Linked DNA regions of Mus musculus: all the other regions are linked to region 4. The links are chromatin contacts, called in public HiChIP or PLAC-seq maps. All regions are on one chromosome and are shown on one strand. Each heading gives the region's core, a stretch centred on a gene start, on an enhancer-like site or on the middle of the called end of the contact. The rest is flanking DNA. Distances are from core to core; before and after follow the strand shown.

Region 1 (4,781 bases), core at 1,348-3,847, 300 kb before region 4:
GCAGCTTCAGCCCTGCACTTCCCACGGCCACAGAGAGTCATGAAAACCAAGCCTTGGAGAGTGGGCACTAGTGATAATGAACAACTCACGCCCACCGCCCAAGCCCTTGGTGGGGCAACCCATAGATCTCGCCCAAGGCCCTAGATTATGAAAACCAGGCCATAGTGTGTGTGTGTGTGTGTGTGTGTGTGTGTGTGTGTGCGCACAAGTGATAAAGAAGCCCATGAAATAACGTGTTGAACGCCCTGAATTTAGCTTAAAAACTCATGTCTGGCACGGCAAACTTGCTTGCTTCAGGAGGGCCCAGTGGAGACAACATCATGTTGAGAAATAATCTGCGTGGACCCCACGTGAATGCTCTCGCAGACACCCGCCACTTAGATATCAATTCCTGCACAGCTCCGGAGGATCCTAATGCAAGAAACACCGAGTCGCATTAACCTGCGCGCTGCCAGGAGCTAGGCTACCGCCAGACTGGAAGGGCTAGTAAGGAAGGAGAGTGTGTGTGAACCAGTGCGTGCCCCCTTCACCATTTATTTGCTTTTTTGCTGTTTATGAATAAATAAAACATCTTAGAACATTTTCCATTGGGTTTCCAGGAATTTGCTTTCCGCCACATTTTACAGCATTTTGAGACAGTGGGTTATATGAAAATACTAGACTATTTGTATAACAGATGCTCAAATTTCTTATGTAAAAACAATACTAAAATTCAAGGTCTTTAGTATTCACAGGAGAGGGGGTTCTGAAAGGAAGTCCCATGGGTACTAAAAGAGGACCACATGCAACGGGGCACTAGAAGTTCACACTGGAGGGGTAGTTACTGTCATCAGTGTGAGGTGACATCACGCTGAGTGAAGACAGAAGAAGGTGGCTTGTCTAAGCAAGAACAGAAGCATCAGAGAAGCCAGAGAGAGCACAGGGTGCACTGGAAGAAGTGTTGAGAGCTCTCCTAGAGGCTGACCAATCTGGTATAGATGGTGTGTACTGAGGTCAAATCGCTAAGTTCTTGTAAGCCAAGCTACAGCCGAAATGACCTCCACGCCAAGCAGGGAGTAGCAGGAGACTCAAGAGACTCGGTTGCTAGCTTTAAGAAGCTTCCATGGGTAGCAAGGCATTTTTAAGGCAATTGGACGAGCCTGCTCCAAACGGCATTCAGAACGGGGCCAGCAGAACATCCCTACCCTGTCCTGCTATCAAACCCAAGCGACGAACGACTTCCACTTTGTCTTTCTGGTCACTTGCTTTTGGTTTTATCTTCTGCCATCACTAGCTTTTTTTTTTTTTTTTAATTGCTTCGGTGTCACGTGGTAGACAAGGGCACAATCAGAGGAGACTGAAGCAAATGACTATGCAAATAGGGAAGGGTATTATGAACTCATGGAGACCTGTACACTCTGCACTCTGAGAAAGAACCTGAAATAAATGCAGCCTTAATTCCTCACTTCTCCCCGTTCCATCTTTTGATGCAGAATATGTTTCATTTAAATGATCTTGGGTGAGGGAGGTCACAGGGCTGCTGGCACGGAAAAGGGATTCGTTTAATTGGCAAAATGCTAATCGTTTTTGGAAAATGAATTCTAATCTTCCCATCTAATACAGTGGATGTGTGAGTAATTACTTTCCTTCACTAAACTGTTAATGCAACATTAGTGATTACGCTAATTAAAACTAATGAACTCTTAGCGCTGATAAACCCTCAGTCAGTCAGCGGATGCCCTCCTTCCATTGGTTGTGTCTAACTTCCCATTTGGAAGAGGGATTTTGAATTAACCTTTAGAATAATGCACAAAATTGGGTTTAGAAATGTTAGGCGTTATAGACTGGGTATAATTCTATCCCCAGCCATTAGTGAGGCTATTTCCACCGAGGGTGTAATTGAATTTTAAAACACATTTCTTAATTTGATCAGCCACACTCCTATGGTTGGTGGAAACGGCTGTCCCTCTGAATCCTGGCTTCAGAAGAGGAAATATGTCCTTGGAATTATCTGTGACCCTTTTCTGCAACTTCTGATCCCCGTGGTCAGAAGGATCACTCAATGGGTTGTTTTTCCTTTCCACTCACCTCCAGGAACTGGGCTACTTGAAGAGAAAGAGGATTCTGTGCTCGGCTTTAAATGATGATGCTCTGATGTTTGTGCATGCTGGTGACCTGAGGACTGAACCCTCGTAGAGGAGACAGATTCAATGTTGCCAACGCCTCTTGTTCAAGAGTGAGAGAGCAAACAGGTTGAGTGGCATGCCATTTGGGGCAAGGACTAAAGAATGGGACAAATGTCAAGGCCTGACCCCATGTTCACAGTCAGGTCATCCAAGACGTCAGAATGAATGCGACTTGGTGCTTTAGTGTTTAGATGTTTTCTGTTTCTGGGAAGGACAGGCAGAGGGAAAAGCTAAATGTTGCTCATTTGGTTTCTCTGTTTCTCTTTTCCTCAAAACCTGCAGTGGCTGTGACCATCACAAGCCTGAGGGCAGGGTGGGGGGCATGGGAACTCTTCACAGACAGTAAGCTAGCTAAGCCGGATGAGAAGGCACACTGAGCCTTTGTCACGGAGACAGGTCACCACAGTGTAGCGCACACTCTCCCTCATGTCCTCAGATTCAGCGCTCAGCTGAATTTCAGTGAATGGCTGGGTGACATGTTCCTGTGGGCCATGGACCATGCCTGCATTCTTCTTTAAAATATGTTCACACAGATCTAAATGCATACACTTTTTAACACCGTGCTCCCGGGGCTGCTGATGCCTGGTTCGGGAATTCACACCTCAGCATGATCACCTAACGTTTTATTGGGAAAGACCATACACCAGAGATAATGAGTACAATTGCCTCAATTGGTATCTGTATTTCTGATTCACACCAGATGCTGCTAATTAACACTTACGCATGGGTTCTCATTGGGGAAATTAGTGGCCTGTCAATCAGTGTAACAGATGCTAAGAATGGACTCTCTGTGATGTGTGAGAATCAGTCCAGGGAAGTCAGACAAAATTCCTCATTTGGTGAGTAGGTCCTGAAAGTTCCTTCTCTAAATATCTGGTACCCAGCCTCTGAGATGGGACTTTTGGTAGCTGTATACCTTTAAGAGTTCAGATTTTACTTCATTACATACTGTAATTCCAGCACTTGGGAGGCTGAGGCAAAAACGGATCACCATGTGTTTGAGGTCAGCCTGGGCTACAGTGTGAGACCCTGTCTCAAAGGCTCAAGTTGCCTTTTCAATACTCGTATTTATAACCATGGCTTAGTGCTGTTCTCAGCCTCGCTCGGAGAAGCTTCTGTGAGCAGAGAGGAGCAGTTAAGGCAGAGACTCATTACTGATCCAAGCGCCAAGAGTAAGTGATGGTGGAGCGTTTTCCCCTAAACACTGCATTTCCCTTCCAGGGCTCAGGGGACATCGAGCAGAGGATGGGGGATGGGCAGAAGTCCATCTTTTGGACGTGACATGGCCACTGCTTTCATCAACTGTGGTTATATGTACAAGATTGGTCCAGCTAACAGTTCATCATGGGTGGGAGGAGGCCCTCCACTTCATGGGCAGGAACTATTGACAGTTAATTGTTGCTGGGGGAGAATATGTCACTTTCTTCAATGGGTGTAGCCACTGAGCAGTGGCTCTTGCGTCAGAAGAAAAGAAAACCACAACCAAAACCAAAAGGCTACCTACCCATTTCCTGTAAGCAACTCTAACGGAATGAGTGGATCCCATGTAAAAGGAAGTCACGGAGTGGGAGGGACCTTGTTGTAGAGAAGGTTACAGAGCAAGGGAGATGGGAGGGCAATGAAAAGGACTGAAATGCACTATGGGTGCACTGCCAAAGAATGAGAGAGAGAGAGAGAGAGAGAGAGAGAGAGAGAGAGAGAGACCCAATCCCCCCCCACCCCCAGCATCCCAACACCAGCATCCCAACAAACAAAAAGAACCCTTCCTGAATGCAGTTCCCTTCTATTGACTAAAATCCCATGAGTTGGGTTTGGAGACAGTTAAGCCAGGATCTATTGACACCATAGGTGGTGAAACAGGGAAACTGTAGACAGAAGAGAGGGAAACAGGGAAACTGTAGACAGAAGAAAACAACTGTGACAGACAAACATATTCCAAACCAAGACCCAGGAGTAATAAAATAAGAGATCCAAAGGGATGGCCACATAGACACTGGTCTGTGCTCTCAGAACACCCCAGGCTGGTCCTCCTATAAGGGAGAACCTTGTTTATTGTGAAGGATGGGAAAGAAAATGGGGATGATGCCATGAAAACCACAGCAAAACATCCTTGAGTCGCTAGCCCCGAGATCACAGCGTTCTCCTTTAGCTTCTAGGTCCTCCCTGCCCCTTGCCTACGCAGGATTAGTTGGTTTATCTAGTTTTTCTCACTAGAATCCTTGTGGATGTGAGCACAGTGTGTGTAACACACAGTGTGTAACACACAGCTGCTTGGTACGCCTTTGCAGCACAGATGTGTTAGTAAGAGCCTCCTCCAGACTAGTCCTTTACCTCACGCACCTGTGTCAGCCATGGTCCCAGCCTGCTGCCTGCTTGAGCCAATCACCTACTCTGGGTAGGGATACTATCTGGCCCTCTGACTTGTGATACGGTCATAAAACAACTGAGCATCAGACAACTCTCTTCTTTATTCAGCCTGCACCGAAAGTCACTAGTTGGTGGTCTTCTCTCCTCAGTTGGGCTAGAGTTGTTGATGACAGGGATTTTATTTAGTTTGCCAAGGGCCGAGTCCTATGGTGGGCCAGACTAGCACTTTGCAGTTCTAGGTGGCTAACA
Region 2 (4,391 bases), core at 515-3,014, 350 kb before region 4:
AGCAGAGAGAATGAACTGGAAGTGGGTGAGGCTATGAGATCTTGCAGTCTACTTATAGTGACGTACTTCCTCTAGCAAGGCTGCCCTTTCTAAAACTCCTTAAACTGCTCCATCGTTTGGAAGTGAGCGTTCAAATGCATGAGCCTTTAGAGGACATTTCTCATGTAAACCACCTCAGCCACAACGTGACCAGTTGCGTCATGTGCCTGCCAACGTGAATTGAGCTCCTCCTACTGCTACGTCTCCCCATAAATGATGGGACGAACCACCCTGAAACCATGAGCTAAAATACATCTATCCCTCCCAGTTGCTTCTGTCAGGTGTTCTGTCACAGGGATAAGTTAAGTCGTGAATCTATCCATCACACAATCTTGTCCTTGAGTATTTGTGGATCTTCCCAGAGCAAGAGTGCATAGAGGAGTTAGACTGCTAAGTATAAACAAGATGTAGCCTTTTAGACCATCAAGAAATGCCTATGAGCCTAAGATCACACACTGAATGGCAGCCTTTAGATGACTGAGTCCCACTGAAATACTCCCCCTACTGCATTGATGGTCTCTAATGACCCCAGTGGAATTTAGGAACAGATTCCATGAATACAAAACACTGTTAGAATTAGTCTTATCTTGACAACCAGTTGTCACAAAGTCCCAGGTTTGTTGAGATCCGGTTCTACAGAGCTGGCTCTCAGGGGGAAATGGATTTTGATTTCCCCATTGTATTCTAACTGCAGCACACTTTGGAAGGAACCATTTGTGACGAGTAAATGACAGGAGGAATAAATAATTCAGATCAGTTTTCCTTGTAAGGACTTGGAGTGTTTGCCTGATGCTCAAGGTTAGGAATTATAGCTCCAAGGGATGGAGGTCTCATTTTGAACATCCTTTATTTCTGTTAATAAAGGGGCCCTGACTTCTGCTAATAGAGTGGCCTACAGTGTTTGCCATGTGAGGGTTCATGTGGCCCAGCGTGCAAGTGCTTTGTATTTTGGATCCAGACAGACCAAGTCTAAGTTTTGGCTATCTCATTTAATTAGTTAGGAGTTTCGGGGATACTTATTTAATTGCTTTGGAACTCGATTTTCTGGACTGCAAAAGACAGGAGAGCAATCATAGTTATCTTAGAGGTACAGGAAACCTGGGTCTAAAGCATACTTAGAGCACTTGAATTTTCAGCAAGTGTCTGTTATTAGGACTTTTCTCAGAAAATAATGCTAGCCTTCACAGAGTTGGCCAGTGGATTCGGAAAGATGAACAGTGTTAAGCATTTAGTGCCCTCTGTGCTGGTATAGGGGTGTGAAGGTAACAGTTTAACACGACTTGTTTATTAAGGATCCAGGCTTGATAATTCTGCTGTCTCTTGGAGTATCTGTTCCTTCCAGCTCTCCAGGGTAGGGCCTTAGCTCATCTGTGATCTGCTTCTCCCTGAACCAGAATCATGCACACAAGGTACGACAGTGAAATTCATCCTCCAGGTTCACGAAGCACACAGTCTGGCACGTTAGTAAATATGAGTGTTGTGGGGAGCTGGAGGCGTTATAAATCCGTTTTACAGAAGTGAGGGTGGGCGTAGAGACTGCCTGTGTGTCTAACCCTTTCTCATTGCAAATTAAACATCTTTCCTTTGATCCCATATTGTGGCAAGAAACTAACATGAATCTTTGATCCCGTGCCAGTATCTAGAGAAATTACGAGGTCTACCAGGATGGGATAATAGAGCATCATCAAGACTTCTAGCTTTGGAAATTACTTAATCTCCATTCTCAGTGGCTGCTGCTTTGAGACAGCTGTGACAGAAAGGTCCCAAGTGCTATTGAGAACAGCTCATCAGTTCAGAACAAAGCTGATTATGTAAATTGTGCATTAAGATGCAGCTCCAATTTAATTTTACTCTGTAAATAAATATCCCATTAGCATCCATCTGTTGCCAGTCAGGTGAGGCCTTCTCTAAGAGAATACGGCCAAGACCCCAGTGGCTTCTCTCTAAATGCTGATGGGGTGTGGGAGGGTGAGGATTAAGACACCCAAATTCTCTGTGTAGAACTTAATTTGGTTCTCTAAGTGGCAAGTCAGCTATGAGATCAATCGAGGGCAAGAAGAAGCTAGGATTGGCCAAGAACAACAGGACACCTCATCTATTTTTGGCCCTGCTCATTGAGGACACACGCAAGCCTTCTCTGATTGTTGTCTCCAAGATCAATAATAATTATAGCTCAGCCTATTCCCTCCAAAAATAAAAACATTTCAGCTGATGAGAGGCGAGCACTAAATTAGCGCGCCAGCTCTTCTGGCTGCAGGGCAATTTATCAGGCAAAGCCGTTCTTGTGAGCATCGTCTTTGCTGAACCTGAGGATACAGCTCCCCCATCAGCACAGGGAGTGTTGGACAATGGTACTGGCTGGCTGCCAGCACCAGAGGGAGGGTGGCAGGGAGAGCGCATGTTTCCTCTCTTGAGCTGTGCTGCCCAGGTTTCAGGAGGCTGAGTTGTAGAAGCTTCTGCTATTTCCACAGTAATCTATCAACACAAGGAGCAGAAGCTGTGCCACTATTCACCCAGCGGAGGATTAAAACCTGTGGTGTGTTTGGGTAGTGCTGCTGCTATGAGGAGCGGGACTGGTAAGAGGCTGGGCACAAACCCAGGAGACCCATTGTGGCCTATGCACTCTAACACTTAAGGCGTTTTCCCCACAGTTAGTGACTGCTGCGGCTGGCTAAGGACATCCCGGGAGAAATACGAAGAGGCTCTTCAGCAAGGCAACTAGACACGATGCTATGAGCATCAACAAAGGCTTTTGAACGTGCCATTAAAAGAAGACAAAAGTAATTCCTCCCTCCAAGTAATGAGGCCCATGGATTCCAAAGAAGATCTGTCTCCCCCACATTCTTTTCTCCACTGGAGGCCAAGTTGGAAGTCAGAGCATCTGCCCCAGCATCCCTAGTGCAGAGAGAGGACTAAGCTCCTCCCCTTTTCCTCTTCTTGTATCGAAGTTGATTCTGATGCCAGACTCCACTACCTGCCACTATCATGGCTGTGCTGTGACCCTTGTTGCCTGTTTTGATTGGGGCTATTGTGGCTCAGAGTAATAGAACTCTTGACAGTTGTTTAAAATTGATATTTTCCTTTCTCACATAACATTTCAGAGGCAGTCGGGTCAAGACTAGCACAGCAATTCACCATTGCTGTTAGGGCCAGCTCTTTCCTTCTGTCCTCACAGCAGATTGAGGTGTTGCCTCAAGATAATGATTTTATGATCTTGTCTCCAAACAAACAAAATCAAAACACACACACACACACACACACACAAAATGAAAATGATGAGTGTTTTTATTTTACATAATTTCAAAATATTGTTAATTTCGAACCATTAATGAATTATATTTGCATTTCAGTACTAACTCTTCATGATTCCGTATATTTTACACTCCAAGACTCTCAGTTTGGACTATCCATGTATCAATCTCTCCCAGTACTTGCAGCTAGTGGGGCCCACACTAGACTCAGCAGCTCTATAGTGCTCTACCCAAATACATGCTCAGCCTGCAAAGTAGCTCTCCCCCCACCCCAGCCACTACTGTACTTTATTGACTACAACAGTTTGAGAGGGCTCATCTAACTACACGGATCTGTGAGGCATCCTTTTCCCTTCTGTTTTTAATCTGAGTTGGGAAGAGCTGGACCAGCAGGCTTTCCTTGCTCAGCCTGTCCTTCCCTGGACAATTCCACCAGGCGATCTCTCCTCTGATGTGAGAGTCTCCCAGCCCAGCGGTCTCTTTTGCTTGAGTCCATCCTTGCTGGGTCAGGAACATACTACATCCCATTATCTAGAAGGAACCAGTGCCTTATCTAAAAACAAACATCTGACTTCTATGGTAAATGCTAATATAGGAGATAACTGGGCAGGTGGAGGAAGCCAGAGGCCAGGGGAGAATTCCTGCAGAGGAAGGCATTGCACTCTTCAGCTGTGTTTGCTAATGTTCTTTGTTTCCTTCTGACTTCTGTGTTGCTGGAGTCCTCTGAGTTCCCCTCCACTCACAGCCCCATAACTAGTTGTTACTCTATAATAACTGTTCAACTTCAGGAATCACAGGCTGGGGGTAGTTTCTGTCTCTAGGTGCTGGAAGCTCTTGGTGTTCTCAGCTACGAGTTAGTGTCTAATACACATGAACCCGGTCCATACCAAATACATAGTAAAGATCTACATGAATACATTTATAGTACCTTTCACAAAATGGTTTCTAAGTTGTTAATATTTTCAGTGGTATCATGATTGAAAGCCAGAATTGTCCCATCTGCCAGTTTTATGACTATTATCAAAGACAATGGAGACAGTCACAAAAACCCTACATGTAGTCATTTGGATTTGTACTTTATAAGATGTTCACTACATGTGC
Region 3 (4,393 bases), core at 905-3,404, 400 kb before region 4:
ATGAATTTTGAGGACGTTAATTTTGTTTTTAACAATCAATACGATTCTCAGCAGTGTGGCAAGAATGAGCACAGGGGGCCGGCTAAGGACTAGCCTGTGGCACACAGATAATAGTCCAGTTTTACAGATGTTAGTTAACACAGCCATGGCAGTAGTTTGTGTGTGTGTGTGTGTGTGTGTGTGTGTGTGTGCGTGTGATACTCAGGAACAGTGGTATGAAGCACCCTTCTGCTGAGGCATTGGACACATTGGAACTCCAATTGTCCAATGGCCTCAGCAGAAGGGTGCTCATATTTCTTCGGATCAGTCTGGTTTTGTGTTATCTGCTAACAGGATGTGCCATGCTGGCCTTTCCCATTTGTATGCATACACGTCAAGAGTAAACACCATCAAATCTTAAGAAGAGCATGTGGGGTAAAGTGTTTCCCTTGAAGGCATAAGGACTTGGGTTTGACTCGCAGCATCCACACAAAACAAAATGTAGGCCCATTGGCCCATGTTTCTAACCCAGGCTGCTTTGGCAAGCTCCAGGTCAGGGAGAGATCCTCCTAAGGTGAGTAACCCCCCGAGGAACTGAACTTGAGGGTTTCCTCTGGTCTCTACACACACATATGTGTGCACCTATACACAGATGCACGCACACACACAGAGAAGAGCATGTGCTCCATTTGGTCCCAGACGTGCCATTTACAAACAGCAAAACTGGTTTTGCCCCATAGTCCTTGAGATGGATTTTTCATCCAGAAGTTCTGCTCTCAGTAGGACCCCATAGGCTCTAAGATGATAGAAAGAGATAGTTGTTGTTGTTGTTGTTATTTGTGGAAGTCTTATTATGTAATCCTGCATAGCCTGGATTCCACAGAGATCAACCTGCCTCTGATCTGTCCTCCAAGTGCTGGGATTAAAGGTATGGGCTATTACATCCGTGTCTTTTGTTGTTTGTTTGTTTGTTTGTTTGTTTGTTTGTTTGTTTTTTAATGAGAAACAGTAACACCACAACCAAATAGGCTTTGACACAACAAAACCAAATTCTGAAGTGGGGCTGGGAGAACTTGTGGTAGAGATTTGGGCCAGTTTCCTTCCTCGTGGGCCACACCATCCCGATTCCCTGACAGCAGCAAGCATAGGAGTCCTTCGGCAGGGTAGCCTGGCATGGCAGCCCTGTCAGGGCAGGTGTGACTGACAGGACTGTCTCAGTGGTTATGTGCTTCCACATAATCAAAGGGGAACGCTGACACTGGAATTCAGAGGCAGAAGGACCCGGGAAGTAATCGAGTCCCACCTACCGTAGGATGTGCTGATTGACAGCAGCAGCTGATTTGGAAGAACAATCATTGGCAGCTGACATGGATGTGGAAAGGAGGAGGAGACCATTTGGGACAAGGGCAGTTTTCAAGAGCATCCTGTGATCCCAGCACTCAGGAGATAGAGGCAGAAGGAACAGAGGGGCAAGGTTATCCTGAGATACTCAACGTGTTTGAGAACAGTCCAGGATATATGAGACCCTTGTTTCAAAAACCAAAACAAAAATAAAAGAACAACAATAAAAAACGTTTAAAGACTTAATCATTTCTTATTTGTACTGTTCCTCTCATCCGTTTATCAAGCAGGCCTAACCCTGCTCAGCTTCCCCGATCAGGCACAGTCACTGTAGTACAGCTATGGGATTATCTCTAACAAAGCATAATTTGATTTTTCTTATAGGCAGGTAAGAGTCAGGTTGACATGACTCCTATAGCGGAGTTCACAGGCTTGTAGTCTTAGATCTCTTTCAAAGTATTTGGGATAATGGTGGGGGTGTACCCCTAATTTAAATGATGGCTTGAATTGAGCCTAGTCTTAGAGGAAGGCAGGTGGTGGTTCCTGAGCATAGACCAGGGGACAGAAGCAACCAAGAGCAGCATCTTATTAGGCTCACGCTGGGCATGAGGGACCGTCAATCAACTAGATGCCTCTCGGTTAGCAAGGCTCGTACTCACTTCATGAGGTACTGCCTCTCTCTAGCAGCCCTCCCGCCATTACTCAGTCATACAGCCCTGATCTCGACAGTTCTTCATTAGTCCCCTGAGAAGACTTTTCTCTGGCTCTAACCATATAGCAGGGAACAGGAGTCTGGCTGTTGATTGGGGAGGGAAGACGCATATAATCACTCAGCTTGTATTAGCCCAGAGTGGAGTGACAAGCCTGCAGTTCATGTTCTCACAAAGATGATGAGCTGTCTCAAACCAGCAATTTGGAAAAAAAAAAAATCTACAAGACTCCAAGAGAATTTGTCACTGTCTATTCCCCTCCTCTTTCCTAAGTGTTAATGCAAATTTGCAGTTGAGTTTAAGATATTTTGAAATCGTCTTTTCTGGCATTCATTGATACCCCAGTAGAAGCAAAATGCTAAGTACCATATACATTGCTTATGTAGCCAGATAAGTCTTGAAACAGTGTTCGTGTTATGTATTTTTAAAATTTTTTCTCCCTCCCTCTCTTCCTCCCTCCCTCCCTCCCTCCCTCCCTCCCTCCCTCCCTCCCTCCCTCCCTCCCTCCCTCCCTCCTTCCTTCCTTCCTTTGACTTTGGCTTTGCAGTCTCCCCTGACCGGACTTAGAAACCATCTCACCTCGTTTGGTTCTTGAAGTTTTCAGTAAACCACTGCTGCTGTGTTGACATGGCTAACATTGCCCGTGGTTGTGCTTAGACTTTTTAACAGCTGCAGGCAAATGTGCTTTCTCCGGAAGAGAGTGAATGGCATCTGATTTTAGGATTTGTTCGAATGTTCTTTGATGTCTGGAAAAATTTGAGGAAAGACAATCTAAACCAAGGGGCTGGGCAAAGGCACAGAGGTGTGCGCTCTGAGGAAGTTCTGGGAGATGCTATCAAAAGCCTCTGCACCCCAGATAGGACACCCCCTGAAAACAGGAAAACTATCCCACCCGAAGTAGCTTGGTCAAGCAGAAAGCTTATTGGGGTGACTAACAGAAGTGTGGGTGATGGGTTACAGCACAGCTGCAGCACTGAGCAGCCCACCCCTGCCTGGTGATGATGCTTGGAGCTCACTGCGGAGCTTCGGAGGCTCAGCCAGTCGAAGGGTCTCTTGTCCCAGCAGTTGTTACTGCTAATGTAACCATTGGAAGGGGCCTTGGGAATCTTTTACGTTTCAGCAGCTTCTGCAGACTTCCATTGGTTATCTTTCCAGCCTTAACGAAATGTTTTAATGCTAAGGAAACAGTGACAAAGCAGCATACTTCAAAAATTCAGACACAAACATCTCTTGGATTGCAAAGGACAATGTTTCAGGTCCGGGAGCCTTAGAACCTCCCAGAAGTGGGATTTGTCTGTGAGCATCTGACATCACGTAAAGGAAAGGAGAGGACCCGCTGTAGGACGCAGAGTAAAGGGTAGTGGACTAGTGTGTGAGGGTTTCCATCGCTGAGAAGAGACACCATGACCAAGGCACTTCTTACAAAGGACAACATTTAATCGGGGCTGGCTTACAGCTTCTGAGGTTCAGTCCATCATCATGGCAGGAAGCATGACAGCATCCAGGAAGGCATGGTACTAGAGGAGCTGAGAGTTCTACATCTTCATCCAAAGGAAGCCAGGAACAGACTGTCTTCCAGGCGGCTAGGAGGAGAGTCTCAAAGGCCACGCCACACTGACACACTCCAACAAGGCCACACCTCCTAATAATGCCACTCCCTGGGCCAAACATATTCAACTGGATTTTGTGCCTCTCCTTTAGGTAATTAAGTTCTGAGTAATTCTGAGTATACACAGTTTTCAAAGGGTGATGGGCACATCGTTCACTTTTGCCAGCACAAAGGACAGAATCCCAAGCAAGCACTGCTAACTAGGGAAGGGAGAGTCTCTGTCTTTTTGCAGAACATCTCCGGTATCTGAGGCTTTCGCTGCCTGGTCTGTGTTGCTGTAGTACATTGTCCCCTGGGAATGACACAGCTATGACTGTCTTGAGATTAGAGCAGCTGACTTTCAAGAGGTCAGGTGTTTCTTTACTGGCAGTGGTAATGGTTTGTTCTTCTCAGCCTTCTTCAATCCTTTCTTTTTATGTGTGAGTACTCGTTTGTATGAAGATTTGGTCTTTTCTTGAAACTAAGGCTAGGCATGCCTCCTTAGCAGCAGGAAAAAGCCCGTGTGTGGAATCTATCATCTGCTCCAATCACCTCTGAGAAGCTGGACCGGGCAAGAGGGCAAGGGATTGTACCAGGAAAAGCCTGCAACAGCTCCTTGCTGCTGTTGTCAATAAAGGTAATTATAGTTAAAGAGCCCTGTCCCCCAAGGAGCGCAGACACGTCAGAGACACTGTCCCCCTGACACCCATAATGAGAGTGTGACACAGAAGAACACTCATTGTTTTAAAGATGGAGACCTTCGCCTTGGGAGGCA
Region 4 (4,527 bases), core at 1,277-3,776:
TATGTATGTATGTATGTGTACCACAAGCATACCTGGTGCCTGGGGAAGTCAGAAGAGGGAGTTGGGACCCTGGAACTGGAGTTATGGATGGTTATGAACCACCATGTGGGTGCTGGGAACCAAACCAGTCCTCTCTAACCACTGAGCTATCAGTCCAGCCCCAATTTTATTTTTAATAGGAGTTCAGTTGCCTCCCCCCACTCTGTGTGTGTGTGTGTGTGTTCAGGTATGTTCATTTGAAGGCTAGAGGTTGGCACTGTTTTCCTGTCATATAAATGACAGTGTCTCTCATCCAACTGTGGGTTTAGCTAGCTAGTTATGCTGACTGGCCATTGAGCTCCCAGGATCCACCACCCGGCTCAGCCCCACCAGCGCTGGTTTTACAGACACCTGTAGCCATGCTCCCAGTCAGGGTCTACACTTAGGTCCTCGTGATTGCATGGCAAGCACTTTACCCAGTGAGCCAACACCTCGCCTCACCTGAAGATTTTCTTTGCAAAATCAATCAATCAATCAATCAATCAATCAATCACCTTCACTGAACTGGCAATCAGCTCCCCGCTGCAGTGCATTGCATTCTTCCCCCACACCACACCACTGACTCCTTTGAGAGCACAGTTGAGGTCATGTCAGCACAGTGACTCAGGTCAACCTTCCCAGTACGGCACACAAAGCCCTTCACACTTTGGCTCACTGTCTCCTAGGACGTTCTCAATTTCCTCTTCCTCCCTCATCCTCAGCACACACGAATATATGCTTCAACTAAACAGAACCAGTAGCAGCTTTCCCACCACACTATCCACACCGTGCATCCTCTTGCTTTACCATTTATCTATGCTTGCTGGTTCATAGGTCCAATCTCCGAGATATTTCCAGTCCAACTCAAGCATCTCTTTCCCAAACCATGCTGTGCATTAATTATTAAGCTTGATTCAAGCCTGTTTCTTAAAATTTTTGACCGAGACAGCATCTACCACGTTCCCATGGAGACAGGTCTGTGTCTACTTATGATGTTTTCAAGGAATAAGCAGGGTCCCTAGTGCATGCTGGGCATCTAGTAAATAAAACCATAGATTGGTGAGTAAAATATGTAAAACAAATGCAAGAAGAGGAATGAGATGCTTGTTTGTACTAAAAAAGAAAAATAAATTAAAAATGGGACCGACATGATAGGAAATAACGAGCACTCAGGATTTAAGTCTAAGGTGTACTTAAAAAATACTCCTAGTTTGAAAAAGATCCTGTCTTTTGTAGGTTCATAAACATGGTGTGTTATAGCATAATTAGCCTTCTAATTTTTGATAGCTAGCATATGTATTGATTTGTTTGCATTTGAGACAATGTTCAAGAGTTTCTTGCCCAGTGAACATTTCAGCAAGGGATGGTTGGTCAGTGATTACCTCATGAAGTCTTTCCTATATGTAACCTGATAGAACAAGCTAAACACAACCTCATGGCCATTTCTGTCACTCCAGATGTGCACCTCCCCTTGTCAGAAACCCAGTTCTGCTCTACTGATCAAATCAAGAAATCAGAAGCTGAGTTCTCTCCCATTCTCTTGACCTTGGGTATTAAAGGCTACAAGGAGAAGCCAACCTCTATGCAAAGATCTGTCCGTTAGAACCCAAACAAAAGAACAGAGATCCTTTTCCTGGGTTGTGGGCACTTTTGAGGTGACTTCTTCTGGTACTCTGGTCTTAAGAACAACCTCTCATGATAGCATAGAGTTCTGATGAGTTATATAACAGTCTCTTGGCCACCTCTAGTGGGGTACAGAAACTTCATGGAATCAGACACAGATTTGTAAGAAAAAGGCAAAGGGAAGAAAGACTAGAACTGGGCTGTAATCTCAGGTAGACAGTGCAGTAAGCAATTGTTCATCCAGGTACAAAAAATACTCCTAGTTTGAAAAAGATCCTGACTTTTGTAGGTTCATAAACATGGTGTGTTATAGCATAATTAGCCTTCTATTTTTTGATAGCTAGCATATGTATTGATTTGTTTGCATTTGAGACAATGTTCAAGAATTTCTTGCCCAGTGAACATTTCAGCAAGGGATGGTTGGTGAAACAGGGGCCCAGAGAGACAGCTCTGTGGACCATAGCACATTTAGTTTCTCCAAATGATCTGGGCTTAGTTTCCAGCAACCACACAAGGTGGTTTACAACCACTTGTACTTCCAGGAACAAGGGATCCAACACCTTCTTCTAGCCTACACTCAGGTGTACACACACACACACACACACACACACACACACACTCACACACTTTTTTTATTATCACACATGTTTAGGGTGACTATGCTATTAGCTGGAACACTACTGATAAGATTTCAATCCTGCTGGTGCTTGCAAAACACACTGCACTGAAAAGACTTTGTCCAAATGAAATAGCACTGTGAGCCCCAGGTCCAGCCAGTTCCTCACTCAACAAAGGAGGAGCGATGGGGCGTGGCTATGTGAGGCCAGGGAAGTCGTGCTATCCCTTACTTGCTCTCCCGCCTTCCCACACCCAACACTCATTTTAGTTATTTAACATTTGATAAGAGGGACCATGTGTGGTTTTTGTTTGTTGGGGACCTAGTCCAAAGTCCCCGTCCATAGCCTGTGTGGCTGTAGGTGATATTGTCACTTGCCTGCCTTGGAGTCTGCTCTCCTGCTTCACAGTACCATTGCCATCTCCTGGCAGAGTGCTTGGTGGAAGCTTTGGTCTCCTAATTTATACATTACTTGCCAGCTGTCCAAGCTTAGAATGATTTCCATGCTATGGGAGGGGGAATGGGAGGCTTAGGCAAAATGACAAGCCATTTATTGTCCTGATGAATGACCAAATTAGCATATCTGTGCAATCCAAGTGAAATAAATTCTACCTAGAACTGGATGCAAATTGAATAGATCTGTTACTGTGTGGCAGGCAGAGAAAAAGAAAAAGAAAAAAAAAGAAAAGAAAAGAAAACAAAGCAAAAACAAATCCCTGCTGGCCCCATTTACATAATCACCAGGCATTTTCCCTCCTTCAGTAGGAATGCATTTCTCTGTCTACCTCCTTGTATGCAGAAATCTTCTGTAATAAACACTTGTGAGGACTGTCACTGATCATCTGGGGGAAGTCAGCTGCAGTAGCAGACAGACCTTACCTTGTATATTATCTCAGCCCTATAGGAAGGCCTGGGGCCATGTGTGGTTGAAACTTCTGAGGTGAGCATAGAGAATAGTTTCACAACCTGGAGCACCGCTTGGTCTGGGCTATGAACAAACCCCACTCCTAATAACGCAATTGGCAGTCTGAGACCCTTACCTGTACATAACACACACACACACACACACACACACACACACACACACACACACACCTCCCCAAACAACATGGCTAGCAATCTGTTGGTAATCCAGGACCCTGCCTAATCCTGAGCTTCATGTACAGCCATCTCTGAACAGTGGAATGAGCTTTTTCTTCCCTTGATGGTTAAACACAGACAAACCCTTTCAGTCATGCTCCATTATGTCCCGGTAAGACAATCTGGCCTAGATTGGATCTGGGTACACGGGCAATAAGACAAACTGTCCTCAAGAGAACTTCCAGAGAGAATCTCCTATTTGCCTTGCCACATCAGTGCATGGTTGAGAATGCTAAGATTAAGATAAAGATGTATATGGAAAGGGGCATGTGTAGTAACAATCAATAAACAAACACACACTTTATGTAACTTAAACCTGTCAATCAAAATAAAGAACTACTCAAACTATGGCCCTACTAAGAAAGCTCCTCCCCCTGTGTCTTCAAAACGAAGCCCCGAATAATAATCAGGCCCCCTGAGCTCCCTCACCCATGTGGCCTGCTGCCTTTCTCAATGGCATAGTTCTTTCTGATCTATACTATCGTTCACTTTTGAATATGCTTTCTTGCTACTTTAACAACTTGTGTGAGTCTTTCTTTCAATTCCTTGAGTAAGAACCCAAGAGCTTGGAAACACCCAGACCAGCCCTGACCACTAATAATACTTTCAGAACATATGTCACAACCCAGGGTGATTTCTAGAAAGTATGAAATTTACAATAGCAATAGTATAGTTTGCTTAAGTTTTCTTATCATTAAAGTAAAACATATAAGTGTTATACTATATCATAATCCACGAGAAAATGTATTTACACCAGTGAAAATGACTTGCTTGAAAGCCATCAGTACCCAAAGCCTTTCTGTTTGGAATTCAGATCATGTGAAAGCAATGGAACTCAGAAACAGTTCGTGGAGTTATATACTGGTGAGTCTGGCCCTTGGGGACTTTCAGTCAAGTGTGTTCAACCCATAGCTTGTGGGTGCCATGTGACTGAAGATAGCAGTGAATGTGGCCCAACAGAAAAGCCCTACACCCACTTAACACATTAAAGATGGTTTTGAAATTCTTTTTGGTAGCAATTTCACGGTGGTTCTTGAACATAAACTTTAAGGATGACAATGTTGCCTCAATGTCAAAGGTGAGACACACCTATTTTTACTTGAATGTCCAGTGTTCCCTGTGGGCTCATG

Evidence for each region. HiChIP or PLAC-seq counts read pairs in DNA pulled down with a chosen protein or histone mark.
Region 1: a contact with region 4 is called in an H3K4me3 HiChIP or PLAC-seq map of embryonic basal ganglia, with 2.6 times the contacts expected there. The contact joins two enhancer-like sites. A contact is called at or near these places in 3 of 115 datasets of contacts at active chromatin or transcription factors (VIP interneurons, astrocytes and embryonic basal ganglia) and 1 of 9 other capture datasets (embryonic stem cells).
Region 2: a contact with region 4 is called in an H3K4me3 HiChIP or PLAC-seq map of embryonic basal ganglia, with 3 times the contacts expected there. The contact joins two enhancer-like sites. A contact is called at or near these places in 3 of 39 promoter capture datasets (embryonic stem cells, hippocampal neurons and liver), 1 of 484 Hi-C or Micro-C datasets (nephron progenitors) and 2 of 115 datasets of contacts at active chromatin or transcription factors (embryonic basal ganglia and embryonic stem cells).
Region 3: an H3K4me3 HiChIP or PLAC-seq map of embryonic basal ganglia shows a contact between it and region 4, with 4 times the contacts expected there. The contact joins two enhancer-like sites. A contact is called at or near these places in 7 of 39 promoter capture datasets (the C10 cell line, the HPC-7 cell line, cranial neural crest and 4 more), 2 of 484 Hi-C or Micro-C datasets (cerebral cortex and embryonic stem cells) and 2 of 115 datasets of contacts at active chromatin or transcription factors (astrocytes and embryonic basal ganglia).

What each region holds. Positions count from the first base shown.
Region 1 is chr14:75,515,222-75,520,002 of GRCm38.p6, reverse strand. The region is part of intron 1 of Siah3 (siah E3 ubiquitin protein ligase family member 3); the gene reads right to left. It overlaps Gm35966 (a long non-coding RNA gene), which reads left to right. Exons shown (of 3, transcript XR_001781402.1): 3 at 298-585. Among named protein-coding and RNA genes, the nearest start is that of Gm35966, 8.2 kb to the left of the region's middle. Within about 2 kb of position 2,597, at least 78 of the 459 cell types and tissues checked have an H3K27ac peak or open chromatin away from gene starts, as enhancers often do. A contact at or near this core is called in VIP interneurons and embryonic basal ganglia, where this site is marked.
Region 2 is chr14:75,563,959-75,568,349 of GRCm38.p6, reverse strand. No RefSeq gene overlaps it. Among named protein-coding and RNA genes, the nearest start is that of Gm36060, 13 kb to the right of the region's middle. Within about 2 kb of position 1,764, at least 31 of the 459 cell types and tissues checked have an H3K27ac peak or open chromatin away from gene starts, as enhancers often do. A contact at or near this core is called in embryonic basal ganglia, where this site is marked.
Region 3 is chr14:75,620,827-75,625,219 of GRCm38.p6, reverse strand. No RefSeq gene overlaps it. Among named protein-coding and RNA genes, the nearest start is that of Erich6b, 19 kb to the left of the region's middle. Within about 2 kb of position 2,154, at least 9 of the 459 cell types and tissues checked have an H3K27ac peak or open chromatin away from gene starts, as enhancers often do. A contact at or near this core is called in embryonic basal ganglia, where this site is marked.
Region 4 is chr14:75,217,675-75,222,201 of GRCm38.p6, reverse strand. The region is part of intron 14 of Lcp1 (lymphocyte cytosolic protein 1); the gene reads right to left. Among named protein-coding and RNA genes, the nearest start is that of Cpb2, 22 kb to the left of the region's middle. Within about 2 kb of position 2,526, at least 18 of the 459 cell types and tissues checked have an H3K27ac peak or open chromatin away from gene starts, as enhancers often do. A contact at or near this core is called in VIP interneurons and embryonic basal ganglia, where this site is marked.